2 separate regions of the Hordeum vulgare genome follow, and region 2 is linked to region 1. A link is a contact called in public Hi-C data. All regions are on one chromosome and are shown on one strand. Each heading gives the region's core, a stretch centred on a gene start, on an enhancer-like site or on the middle of the called end of the contact. The rest is flanking DNA. Distances are from core to core; before and after follow the strand shown.

Region 1 (7,113 bases), core at 3,103-5,602:
ACCTTCACAATAGTTATTTGATTGCATGGAACTTTAAGAATCAATATGTCAACAAAGTTGGGTGATGTAAATTTGGTATGAGTGGATGAACAAGAAAAATTCTTTATTAACAGTAAGGGCTAAAGTCAAATGTGTTACACTAAAGGAATACAAGGAGAAAGCTCTAAAGAGACATGATCACAAGATCTTGGATTCTCGATCTAATGTAACTTGATTCAAATTCCTTTCATCTAATGGTACGAAGGCCATGCCTATAGCCACATATTACCACGTGAGCAATTTCTCGTGCATTGACGCCAACTCTTCCCCAAAGAAAAACATCTGAAGTTCTGGATATATTTTGTCTTAAGAACAACTGCCATATAGAATCACGAGTGGAAAAACAATTCTTTCATACCCATATGAAAATTAGCAAATCCGTAAAGTGAAACTATGGAGAGAACAACTTCTACTTGACTATTCAACAACCATTGTCACTCATCTCCACAGATTCATGCATTTAAGCTCATAGCCGAGACCAGCATTGTATTCGTTTTTCGTTTTTATGTAGAAGTGTTATAAAGGTCGAGATGCACTATGGGACATGGTGACGAGCGAGGTGTAATTCTGGACCAACCATTCATTGGAGATCGATGATGTGTCTGTACTAGAACCGGTATATTGATGGTGTACACACTTCGACACTTCGTATATGTCATGTATTTAGTTCTACACTATATTACCGGCGGATCTCAAAGTCCTTACCGATGGCTCAAATTTAATAGTCGCCTGGATACATGTCCCAAAACACCATGTCCTACATATGTACCGTATTATATTACTTGAGCCGCAAAATTCTAGACATCCTTATTCTTATGAACATACAGAAAATGAAGAACTTATGGCAATTGCCAAAACATAATGAGCCTGCTATATAGATGCACTAAAATATAATGATAGAAACGAACCTTTAAAGGCAAACCGATGAAGGAGAGTTGAGGAGCAGCCTTTGGAGGGAACACATGCTTGTACAGTGGCTCGACACAATTGCCGTCCACGGAGACGGTTGCATCACTGTTGAGGAATGGGATGTTGTACTTGTATCTACCCTCAGGATAAGATAAACATCATTTCAAAAAGGATAGCATAAGCAAAGGCATGCATTTTTAATAAAATTATTCTACTTCGAATCATAATCCTATATAACTAAATGGATGATACACGCTAATGTATTTCCTTTAACATGCAACCATCCCTCAGAGAAGGCCCACCTCAAAATGCTATCATGCATGGGAAAGTCTTTCCATTCTTGATACATATATTCAATAAATATTTATAACTATATATTAATAAAATATAATCAATATATGTATTTTTCAGCTTTAGTTCTTGCATGATTAATCCAAATATTCATGTTCCATACAACTAAACATCAATGAGTTATATTGCAACCATCATCTAGTTAACTATTGTCCTTTTCTTCGGCTTCTCGGACTTCTTTGTATTTCTTTCAGACTACTTCATACTTAATAAAATGGCTGCATGCATCACTCGATGCAGAGGCTGGGGCGATGCCTCCTTTTCGAAAAAAGTTAACTATTGTCATTGCCTCAACTTGAACCCCATACGAGGAAGCTATCTAAATGGAACCATGAACTCTACAAAACCATTACAAAAAACATCACAATAGTTTTGAAAAGTGAATTGTATTTTGGGCATCTCAAAAACTACAAAAAGTTCATGGATGTAGGGAATGCTTTGAAACCCTAAAAGAAGACAAGTTTTTTTGCACATGGCACAAACAATTATAATTTTGTTATGAAAGTTTGCATGTTTCGAATTTCCTGCATTCCCTGCATTTTGTCACATTTTAAGGAAACACCTAAATGCAAAATTACTTTTCCATTGTGGCTAAGGTTGGAATTAAATTGTTTTGGAAATTCCAGTGTTTAATATCTATGGTTTCATAGTTTTGAGTTTGAATCTAACTTCAATTTTTTTGTTTTGCCTGCCTGGCCTGAAGCGTGTCTGGAAGCTGCATGCATCTTATTTTGTTGGTGACCCGGTGAATCCTCTGGTAGCCTGGCTGGGTGAACTATAGGGGCGATTAGCCTAGCCAAGCGTCCAGGCATATGACCAAACTGAGCCAGACGGCCCAGATGGGACACCTATCATCCAAAAACGAGATGCATGGTGACAAAAACCGAGCAGCCCAAGTAGGTGATTGCCCAAGTAGCAAGGCAAACAGCAAAAAGCCTAGGCAGCCTAGCTAGGCAAAAATCCCTATTTTCCTATTTTCCTCATGCATAAAGCCTAGTTCACCAACCAAACATGCCGCCAACCCCTAGTTTTGGGTGTGATGTGACTACTGCTGGAATAACCACCTCTCCACATAAGCTTAAACTTTTGGATGAGTTGATTAGTTCTCTACTTTAAGACTCTACCAATGCAGTATTAAAAAAGGATTATGCGGGTCTACAACAATTAAGGAGTAAAAAAACCTAGATGTGAAGGGGCGGGGGGGGGGGGGGAGCTGTTGAAACATATTGCTTGTCTTTTTTCATCAGTTTGGACTTTTAAATAAATTCGCTGAAGCATGAATTCATTACATGTAATTCAACTTAGTATAGCCTTGGATCACGTCATATATAGTTAGAATGTGTGTGGTCCTCTCTCTTAAAGTTCTATGCGACCATCAGGCCCTGGTGATCACGCCCAAGTCTTGTGAGTCCACACATGAGGGAGGGTGCACCAATATCTTGTACGACCAATTAGCTTAGCCAATTGGGTGACTTGGTTGGTACTGCCTCTGTAAACAAATACAAGATCATTTAGATCACTAAAATAGTGATCTAAACGCTCTTATATTTCCTTACGGAGGAAGTACGTGTAATAAGTATATTAATTTTGTTCTTAACAGAAGGCCGCATGTACAAACATACACGATGATGAGCATCGGCAAGCCAAGCACGGGCAGACTTTGTCAAAAAGAAGAAGGGAAAAGCGCGAGGAGATGAGCACACGTACCCGGTGCAATGCATGATGACATCCGCTTTGACGCGGCTGCCGTCGTGGAAGACCACACTCCCGTCTTCCTGAACACACTCGATCTGCGCATACATGCCGAGAAGGATTTCCATGGGATTGTCGTCGGGACAGTGCAAAGTTTGCATCATAACGTTGCTTTTTCTTGACTTTGCTATTACTGTGATATGCTGATATTACCTCGGAATGAAGCCACATATTAGCATGTCCAGGCAGCTTGTCGCTGGTAGCAGCAAACGCCGATCTACTGGCGAGATGGACCTCTTTGGCGACGCCAGCGATGTCCCTCGAGATGTCCGTGCCACTCGGTCCACACCCTATCACCACGACAACCTACCAATCGAGTTGAATTTACTGTTGAGAAACTCCAGATCTTATCGACCAGCGCATCTTCTGACTTTTCAACACAAGTGCAAAAGGAAACAATCGCTGGGCAAAAACACGCGGAACGACGGACGTGCCTGGCCGTGGAATGGCTCCGGCACGCGGTAGCTGGTGCTGTGCAGCTGCTTCCCGGGCCAAGCATCCACGCCTGCGGCAGCAGAGCAAACTGTCACGAGCTCGATTGGTGACGCGCTGTGCCGGCTGAGGATGAGAATGGATCGATGCGTTACCGGCGACGTCGGCGAAGTGCGGCTGGGAGTAGTGGCCGTTGCAGACGACGACGGCGTCGAACACCTCCTCCTCCGCTTCGCGCTTCTCGCCGCCGGACGCCTTCCTCGTGTACCTGACGCGCCAGCTGGCCCCGCTCGCCTCCCTGCTCACCCGGACCACCTCCGTCTCCAGCCGGACGAGGCCGTGGAGGTCGAACCGCCGCGCGAAGCTCTGGAGGTACCGGAGCACCTCCGCGTGGCCGGGGAACCTGCGGATGTCGCAGTCGGCGCCGGCCACGAAGGGGAAGTCGAGGAAGCCCATGGACTCGCGCGGGAGGTTGGTGCGGAGGGACGCGTAGAGGTTCGAGCGCCGCCGGGGGCCACCGGGCGGCTCCGGCGAGGCGGACGCGTCGGCGTCGGCTTCGTAGACCCAGGTGCCGCCCACGCCGTCCGTGCGCTCGAACACGACGGGGGCGTGGCCTTCGCGTCGCAGCTCGCGCGCCGCCACCAGACCGGCGGCCCCGGCGCCGATGACGGCGACACGGAGCGAGCGCGACGGCATCGGAGTATCGGACCAATCAGGCAGGAGGACAAGAGGAAGCGGCGTCGCGGGGGGACGCGGTTTTTTACCTGCGCGTTCCGTATGCAGCTTCTATCAGCACCGCATATCAGGCCTGCTGTCATATCAACACGGCCCGCCCACCTTTGTCTCAGCCATGCATAGTACAGTACGTATTCTACAGTATGATTACAAAGATTTGACGCATGTATATTCAGCTGTATTTCAACTGAGTTGACATCACCTAGGGTCAGGCCCTATAGATTCCTCTGCCAGTAGCTTGTACGCAGTGCTCCTTTATCCCATGCCGCCTGCGTTTAGGTTCTTTTCTTTTGAATACTAGTTGCAAACCAGGCACACGGTGTTAACTAGAATACCTAATCATCTAGACCGCTAATAACGTCATAACGAACAGATTTTTCTAACTAATTTGTGTTTTACTCCGTTCGTTCCTAAATATAAAACATTTTAAAAAATTTATTATAAATTACATAAGGAGTAAAATGCATGAATTCTCTGCCTATATATATATGCTGCATGTTATGTGTTGAGATTTGGTCCCTTCTCTTTTTTAGCTAGTGCTGATAGCAAATTTTAAAAAAAGTCCGGATCTCGATGTAAATAAAGGGTTCAGATAGCAACCACCTTAGCTAGTGTTGATATCAAATTCATGCCCTCTATTTTCATATCAATGCACCGTAATTTTACGTTCCGTAAATTTTATCTTATTTCATATGTAAAAAAAGACCGTAAGAAAATATATAGACACCAAAAAAATATTTTATATCATGTAAAATTATAAACACAAAAACATAGTGTAAAATATACATAAAATGCGTTTTTTTTGTCTTATGACCTATATTTTTATTTTCTTATGTCAAACTTTACGTAGTGATTCAGTATAAATATAACTATTTGCATTTTAAATGTAATTTAATTATGAAACAATCGTAAAATTACCTCGGGTGAAGAATAACTTATTCTCCATCCCGAGTGATGAATAAACTTTCTGCGAAGTTTGTCTACGAATAAATGTATCTAGTCATGTTTTTGTATTTAGATACATCCATTCCTAGATAAACTTAAGTTTGTCTAGGAATAAATGTATCTAGTCATGTTTTAGTATTTAGATACATACATTCCTAGACAAACTTAAGACAAGATACATTTATTCCTAGACAAACTTAAGACAAGAATGTTGGGACGGAGGGAGTATATAATAAAGCAAATAATGCTTCTGATCGTACGTCGTGCCATTTTTGCAAAAAAAATCCTTAAGTTTAGTTGATTTTAACCCGTAGTCCTCCAATTAGTGGAAAAAACTTTATGTTTCATCTTTATAATAAGGCCTCCACCGCGGCTCTACATCTCGGCTGCGCGGGCTCTGCATCTCTGTTGTGCATCACGGGTCGCCCGTCGCCGTCGACCCGCTTCACTCCGGGGCAGCGACCGCCCCTCCCCACCCCCTTCCTCCTATCCTCATCCCCTCGCTGCTGGCCCCTCGGCATCCTCGACATCGTCCCTCACGACCTGTCGTTCCCCTCCCGCTCCCTTACGCCTGCAGCAAATAAAATTGTGCCAAAATTTCTTTGAATTAATAGTACCACCCCGACACTTTACATCAAATCCTAGCAACTTATATATGTTCCAAATTGCAACAACCAACAAGCCAATGCAAAGAGTGTGAGATACCCTCAATCAAAGAGGAGAGGTGCATGAATCCAACAAAAATAAGTATGGGATACCCAGCCTAATAGAAAGCTTAAGACAGAGCCGAGAGGATACAAAAAAGATTGAGGATTGATAGCGTTGGCCCGATGACCTGTTGTCACACCAATGGCCCTCGCCTCCAGGCGGCCGGATGCGGGCAATCTAGCGACAATGACATGAGTTGGGGGCGAGGAGTGGTGCCGGGGTGGAGCCACAGTGGCCAACGGTCATTGGGAGGAGACCGACGTGGATGAGGAGCTGCCGATGCCATGGCCCGGCCCACACAGCATGCGAACGCAAGTGAGACAGGAGGTCACGAGTCTGGCTACTCCGGGGATCCGAAGATGGGGCGGAGTAGATCCGACGAGGCGGCGACGGACAGATCGAGTTGGAGAGTTGACCGGAGGCGGGGAGCACCAAGTTGGGGTGCTACGTGGTTGGGGGAGGCACGGGAAGCTGTGAAAGAGGTAGGAGAGAGCCAGAGAGGGGAAAAGAAACGAAGATAACATAGAGTGAGCCTCAAAAAAAATGAGGGACGTGTGGCAGGACACACAAGTAGGGATGATCCCTTCACCGAATAAACATCTCCAATATGTGCACGTGTACTTTTCTATCCCAACCTATGCACACATTGCAAGATTTGGGAAAAAAATGACCCCTGGGATGAAAGAACTCGCAAAGTGAACCCACGGTGAAATTTTTTAACCGAGCTGACCCTTTTGTGCGGCGCCCGACACCTAGGCACCACACTACACTGTGTGACGCCTAAGACGTCGGCGCCACACTACATTGTGTGATGCCTAAGACGTCGGCGCCATACGCCCAGCCACGCTAGCACAGCTGGCCCCACCCCCAGGCAGTGCTACGCCTAAGCCTTAGTCGTTGTACACTCTGCAGTGTGGCGCTGAGCGCTTAGGCGCCACACTGTGACTTATCCAGCCACGGGCCAGCCCCCTCCCCCACCCCTCCTCATTCCCCCCTTCACTTCACTTCACACCTCGAGTTGAAGTCAGCACCTTCCTCAAATTCCTCTCCAAATCAGCAGATCTGAAGGTTTGGTCCGGGCATTTGTTGTCCAATCCCTCCCCTAAGGTAATCCCCCCGATCCCCTCCTTCTCATCCAAAAAAAAAATGTCATTTGGTCACTTTTTTGCAAATGTGAGGAAACCCTAGTTTTTCATGAAATATGGGATGTATATGATATTGTTGTATTTGTTTGTATGTTGG
Region 2 (7,113 bases), core at 1,511-4,010, 340 kb after region 1:
CTGGAGTGTTGACGATATCTTGGAAGTTTCTTGTTTTGAATCCTTTCAATTATTTTGAGGGCCTCACCTCATCAAGTTTCTCATTTGGAACCGGCGCAATCTCTCTTCTAAGCAATCTTTTACACGGTGGTTTCTTTTCAGTGGGCCCATAACCCACACGCTTTTCCCAGGATCTTACCTCGCTCTTGTAATCTTTTCTAGAGATCTATAGTTATTTTCATGTGTGACGTAGGAATGAATTTCATCAGTCATATTCCTTCTCCAAGTTCTATTCAAATTAATTTTCATTGTTGGCTCAACCTTTCTTTATTCTTGTTTTAGAGTGTCTCGGTAATTTATGGTGTTGTTTCTTGTCATAATTCTCAGCTTGGAAGACTGAAGAAGAGTTCCTCTTAAATCTTGGTCCATTCTCTTGAAGATTCATGGTTTCACCTTCGTGCTATCCTCTCAATTTTTTTCAATCATGAGTTATCCCTTTCTTGTCTACCCGAAGCATTTCAGAGTTCTTTTCATTCTCGTTCCTCCAAAGGCCATCGTTTCAGAAGAATTCTTCATTCTCATCTTTTAGCTTTCATTCTCAAATTATTCTCAACTATTGTATGCTCGTTCGTATCTCAATTATTCAGGTGCCTTGTTCAAGTTTTCCCTCAAGTGGATTATATTCTCTTTGTTCTCATGTATCTCCATTCATTCTGTGTATCCTCATTCGGTTGTGAATTCTTACAGGTGGCTTGTTCAATCATCCTCTAATTGAATCGTGCTCTTTTTGTCCTCATGTAGCCCAGTTCATTTGTATTATCCTCTATCATTCCAGATTTTTACCGATGGTTCCTTCAAGACTTCTTCAAGTTTGTGCTCTATCACCGCTCCAATCTATTCAAGAAGAATAAGTGGTATGCTAAATCTGTTGCTTGTCATTAATTTAACTTGATAAAGGATAAGCATAACATAATTCTTAATACTTGTTCCATCAAAGTGATTTCAACCTTTCTTCCGGAGTTGTTCATGATATCAAATTCTTTATCCCAAGTGCTTCATCTTTTCTTTTTCGGAGTTCCTAGTTTTCTCAAGTATCTCTTTGTGCGTCCCACCTAAATCTTTTCAAGGCCATAATCTTATTCTTTTCAACCTTCAGTTCTTTTCTATCATCCTTCCATACCGGTGTTATCCAAGTGGTTCTTCATGGTGGTTCATTGAGTATGTAATTCTTTCTCAAGGTGTTCTTCAGGATTCTTATTGAAGGAGCTCAAGCATTCTTATCTTGCTTTTGCAAGTGCAATTCTTCCTCCATTATCCTTTGTGGTGGTGTTATAGCATTATTGACTCACAAGGAGTCTCGAAGAGAGCTTGTTACAAGAATGAGATATTTAAACCCACAAATTCTACGATCAAGAGATATTTTCAACCCATGATTTCTTCATTGAAGTATATTGGATTAGATTACACCTAATGATTTTTCTAAGGATTGTTGCTATTATGGTGATTATTGTTGATCCAAGTTCTCAATGTATCCTCTTGGTGAAAGAAGTTTGCCTCTCTTGTTGCTCCCAAACAATCAATTGTTTCCGCTATAAGCTTTTTCTTTTCGTTGTTGGTTTCCAACAACTACGTTCAATTCTTCTTGTCAGGATGCTCTTACATTCAATTATGGTGGAAGATGTCCTTTTCTTCTCTATTCTCTTCTTGTCAATGATTTAGTTTCTATTCTTTTGTTTAGGGGGCATTGTGATGTTGCTCTCGTTGAATCAATCATCTCACATTATCAATAGCATGTTGTTCCTTGCTTGTCCAATTAATCGGAGTGTTATGTCATCTTTTCAATTATTCCATCTTGTCAATTTTTGCACTCTTTCCTACCGAAGTGATGCCGAAATTTCTGTTGAATTCTTGCTTGTTCCTCATTCTTCATATCTTTGCAACCTTCGAGATTCATTGGTTTCACTAATTTGTCAAAGAAGCGACTAGGTTTTACCTATTCCTCTTTCTCTTCCTCTTCCCCTTTTCATTCTTAGATCTCGGGGCAAGATCACTTGTTAGTGTAGGTGAGTTATAATAGCCTGGAACCAACACTCCAGGAGATTCCCTTTTATTCCGTTGTTGTTGTGCTAATTATGTGTTTGTCGCATTCATCATTCGCATCATCTGCTTGCATCGACACTCTCTTTCCGTCAATTTTCAAAACTTGCATCCGTTATTAGTTGTCGGTTCTCTCCGTTTTTGTCGTTGGCTGTTTCGAGACCAACCACACACGCACGCGCCCACGACATCATTTAAATATTGTTTTAAAAGTGTGTATAAAACTTTCCCGGATTGGGTTGAAAGTTGGCGTGCGGTCTTAATATAGTGTAGGTAGACCGACTGCCAAATTTCGTCGCAATCGGAGTTCGTTTGATACCCGAACCGTTTAACCTATAGCGGCACTATAGTCGGTCAAACGTTAGACGTTTTCGGTGTTTTAAAAACCTGATCCCGGGTTACCCGTTTTCCCTACCATCTCCGCCTAGCCCCTATGCACACTGCACCGACCGCCCAGCAACCTAGTATGAAAACTCTCTCCCGGACCCGAAGCCGGCAGTCAAAACCGTTAGCTCCGGAACAGCCCCGTAATACCCCAAACCGTCACCGGTTTGTCAAATGGACTCTCTAACCTAGTTATATCGACCATCCGATCTAAATCAGAGGGTCGAGATAGACCTAAACTTAGCCCACCACCTATATATATAGCAGTGCCATCCCTAGCCAATTATGCCCAACCCTAAAATTTAGGAGGTTTCTCCCTTCGCCGCCGCCAGCCACATCTCCATCCTCTGGATTCTCCCCACCTTCCTCGTTGTGCGTGGCCACCCAACCGAATCCCTCCTTGATCCAGCGTCCATAGCGCCCGCAGCCACCACTCGTCCCAGTGCAGCTCCGATCTCCTCGCGGGAGCGCATGGACACATCCAGCTCCTGCAGCGCCTCGTCGCTCGCCCGCATGCCCGAGGACGTGCCTCCTCTGCTCGATCCCAAATGTGTCGTTAGCACCAGGGAGTCGCCATAGCCGCTCTTCTCTAAGCAGCAGCTACAGCTGCCCCACCGTCGTCCGCCCCAGGAGCTCACACCTGAAACCTGCAGCGCTCCCAAGATCCTCCGCCCGCTGGCCCGAGGCCTCGTCGCCGCCGTCGGCGACCTCAGCAACTAGCAGCACACGCCGCCTCCCCTTGCCTCCGGCAGAAGCAGCAGCAGGAGCCCCCGCAGCTGCCATGCCGTGCCTCAGTCCCAAGCCGTGTAGCCACCTCTGTGTCATCCTCCTGCTGGAGTTAGGTTGCTGGAGGACCTTGCCTCCCTCCTCGCAGGTGGGCGCCCGCGCCGCCGCTCCTCCCAGCCATTCTACTGGTCGATGACCCCGTCGCGCAGCCGTGGAGCCTCGCGTCGCCACCACTGTTCCAGGCACGCGAGCCGTGCACTCGTGATCACCAGCACGACCTCCCCTGCGCGTGTTGACCACGACGCCAGGAGCCGGCCTCCTCGCCTCCCTGTTGACCAGGCCCATATCTGCCAGCCTAGCCGGCCTCCTTTGCCTTGGGCCGCTGCTCGAACGAGCTACAGCAGGCCCAGCTCCACCGTCTAGCCTCTGGCCTATGCGTGAGCACCCGAGCCCCTATTCCTCGCCCGTGCATTGAATTGTTATCCTGCGCTCAAGCCCATGGGGCTCCAGATTCGGCCCGTGTGTTTTTTTCCCTTAGACGAATTTAATAATTTCCAATGCATTATTAATTACACTAAATTGCTTCATTTTAAAACGCTCATAACTATTTTACGGTGCATCAATTAAAAAATTAGATATGTAAAATGTTCAGAAGTTCGTGTATATTCCTAATTTCTCACTTTCATGCATGTTAAAAACATTTAAACATTTTGTTTGCATTGCTTTGCATAGATGCCATGTTAAAATGTATTGTGTCATAACTAAATAACCGTAGCTTCGATTAAAATGATCTATATACGTAAATCCACTAGAATGACATGTAGAATCACATGAAACACTTTATTCTATTGTTTAACAAATATTAAAATGTGTTAGTTCATATATAGACCAATTTCAAAATTAACATATGGGGTCATTTCGGAAATACTATATGATGTTTCTGGCCTCATTTAATATGCCTAGATAGGTAGTTTATTTATGCGTAACCTCTTGCCATGCTAAATGACATTTAATATTGTTGTGTAAATAAATGGGAGTGAATTAAATAACTCAAATATGGAGTATCGTCAATATGCAACTTGTTGCATATTGAGCTTCATTTAATGTGTAGTAATAAATTGTTGTGCTTTCTTGTGACGTGCATAATCAAATGGACATGCATCATAATTGTGTGCACATCATGCCATGAATATGTTGTGGTGTTTATCATCTGTTGATTGTTGTTCCAGATTGTTTCTTCTCGATAGAGTTCCGAACCGCTTCGGAGTGTGAGGATTCGTTCGACTACGTTGGTTCGACTGCTTCACGGATTCATTCTTCTTCTAAGCGGGATCACGGGCAAGATGATCATTTCCCTAGATACCATTACTAGCATTGCCATGCTAGTTGTCTGGTTTCTATCACTATGTCTAGTTGCCTACCACTGAAATGTCAACCTCACAACATTGACATGAAAACCTCTAACCTTTCCACAACCCAGCAAACCACTGTTTGGCTATGTTACCGCTTGCCCAGCCTTTTGTTAGCGTTGCTAGTTGCAGGTGCAGTTGGTTCCATGTGAAACCATGGGTTCCTTGCTATATCACCATATTATTGCTACTTAATTTAATGCACCTATATACCTGGTAAAAGGCGGAAGGCTTGACCTTCTGGCTGTGTGTTTTGTTCCGCTTTTGTCGCCTTAGTTTCGGCTACCGGTGTTAAGTTCCATATTGAGCGCTCCTAACATGCTTGGGTATTTCTATGGAGACCCCCTTCACTTTCGTTTTGGGATCAAACTGGTCTTGCAAGGCCCAACATTGGTACTATATTTTGCCAACATAATAATACCGATAATTAATTCACATAGGGAGTTAGCGCTACCCGAGGGGTAATTCAACATAATACATGGGGTAGTGCTGATTGTGTTGGTACCATACTAGAGCACCGTGCGGGCTACCTCGATCAACCCGGGACATTAGTTACTATATGCTTAGCTCATCCGTCGTGTCTTGAGAACAAGATACATGGCTCCTATCGGGATCGTCGACACGCCGGGCGGCCTTGCTAGACTTGTTTTACCTTTCTCAAGCATATTGTGTGAGGGATTCCGAGGATACTTTGGGATATCTAGAGGTTGAGGTTTTCCAATAGGAACCCGAGGAGATCACGGTTTTTCCCTGATCGAGGTCATTCTGATGCAGCATGTGGTAGTTTGTGATGGACTAGTTGGAGCACCCCTGCAGGGTTAAATCTTTCAGAAAGTCGTGCCAGCGGTTATGTGGTAACTTGGAAACTTTGTTTAACATCCGGTTCTAGATAACTTGAAGTAAACTTAATTAAAACTTGCCAACTATGTGCGTAACCATGATTGTCTCTTTCGTGAGCTCCTTCTCCGTCTGAGGACACGGTGGGGTTATGTCTCACGTAAGTAGGTGTTCATGATCATTCATTTGATCATCATTAATTCACGTCCACTTATGCGTAGCTCATCCCCCCTTTTATTCTTGTACTCGTAAGTTAGCCACTCTAATAAATGCTTAGTGGCTTGTTGCAGCCTCACCACTTAACCATACCTCACCCATTAAGCTTTTCTAGTCTTGATACCTTTGGAAATGATATTGTTGAGTCTCTATGGCTCATAGATTAGTACAACGACAGTTGCAGGTAGAGGTAAAGTGGTACTTTGACGTGAGCGCGATGATTGGTCTATTTGGAGTTTCTTCTTCTTCTTGAGCGATCTAGGATGGGTTCCACGCCAGAAGCCTGGGATAGCAAGGATGGACGTCCTTCTTTTTATCATTTATTTCCGTCCGTAGTTGGACCCTGCTCTTCTACATGATGACTGTATGTTGTTGTATTGTTGTGATCTTGATATAGCTTGTGGCGAGTGTAAGACAATTCCATATACTCATCTCTTCAGTACATGTACTTGTAACGATATCCATTCTTGCAAAATGATGAGATGTGCTTCTATCCTAGTCGAGGCCCTCGTGCCAAAATAAGGATAGGATCGCATCTTAGTCGTTACATCATGCTAGTGTGCAACGATGTTTATTCATAAAGCTTGTTCATGACCGTTTTTGCTCTCTAGTTGGTCACTTCCCAACCTATTTGCTAGCCTTCGCTTTAACTAAGCGGGAATACTCCTTGTGCATCAAAAACCTTGAAACAAAGTCATTCCAGATGAGTCCACCATACCTATCTATATGAGGTATTACCCTGTCGTTCCAAGTAAATTTGCATGTGCCACCTCTAATATTTCAAATGAACTTCTTTTTTGTGTGCCTGGACTGCTCATGGAGTGACAGAGGGCGGTCGATATCTTCCATGCTAAGTGGGTTATTCTCACGATGAGTGTTTATTCACTCGTCCTTGCACGAGAGGGCTGGTAAAAATGTACTCACAATCCCGAACCAAAAATCACAAATAATTAAACAAAACTCCCCCTGGATTGTTGTTAGTATGGACGACACCCATGGATTCAGCTAGCCGTGGAGTGTGTTTGTTGGTGGAGGGGGAGTAAACCTTTAGTTTTACCGCTTGGGAATCGCTGCTAATTTGTTTAGCATGGAAGATACCGATAACTCTTGGTCGTAGCGTTGACAGGAAGGGTGCAGCTCCCAAAACTTATTTATCTATTGCTTTCACTATGAGCTCTGACACCTCTACAAATCCCTGCTTCCCTCTATGAAGGGACTTTCTATTTACTTTCATGTTATTTTCTTTTTTACTTTGAATCATCACCTTCTCAAATAAGCACCAGACCTGAGAGCATTGTTGCCATCCCCATGCTTTGTGTCTAGTTAATCATTGTTTGCAGCATGACTCGATCTCTTTTACCATGAATTACAATGTCTAGTCGCTTCCTGAACTGTGGAGGTGCTCTGCATTTATGTTTTTCAGTCTGATAAAGGACTAGCGAGATACCATTGTTGTCATATTATA

What was found. A called contact is a pair of places that touch in the nucleus more often than the background predicts.
Region 2: a Hi-C map of seedling shows a contact between it and region 1, with 2.9 times the contacts expected there. The contact joins the enhancer-like site here to the promoter of LOC123402075 in region 1. A contact is called at or near these places in 1 of 6 Hi-C or Micro-C datasets (seedling) and 1 of 1 datasets of contacts at active chromatin or transcription factors (embryo).

The regions. Positions count from the first base shown.
Region 1 is chr6H:120,124,285-120,131,397 of MorexV3_pseudomolecules_assembly, forward strand. It overlaps LOC123402075 (flavin-containing monooxygenase FMO GS-OX-like 4), which reads right to left and starts at 4,353. Exons shown (of 7, transcript XM_045095936.1): 1 at 3,639-4,353; 2 at 3,486-3,556; 3 at 3,205-3,357; 4 at 3,007-3,089; 5 at 948-1,083. The coding sequence starts at 4,179.
Region 2 is chr6H:120,468,356-120,475,468 of MorexV3_pseudomolecules_assembly, forward strand. No RefSeq gene overlaps it. Among protein-coding and RNA genes, the nearest start is that of LOC123402191, 130 kb to the left of the region's middle. Within about 2 kb of position 2,761, at least 3 of the 3 cell types and tissues checked have open chromatin away from gene starts, as enhancers often do. A contact at or near this core is called in seedling, where this site is marked.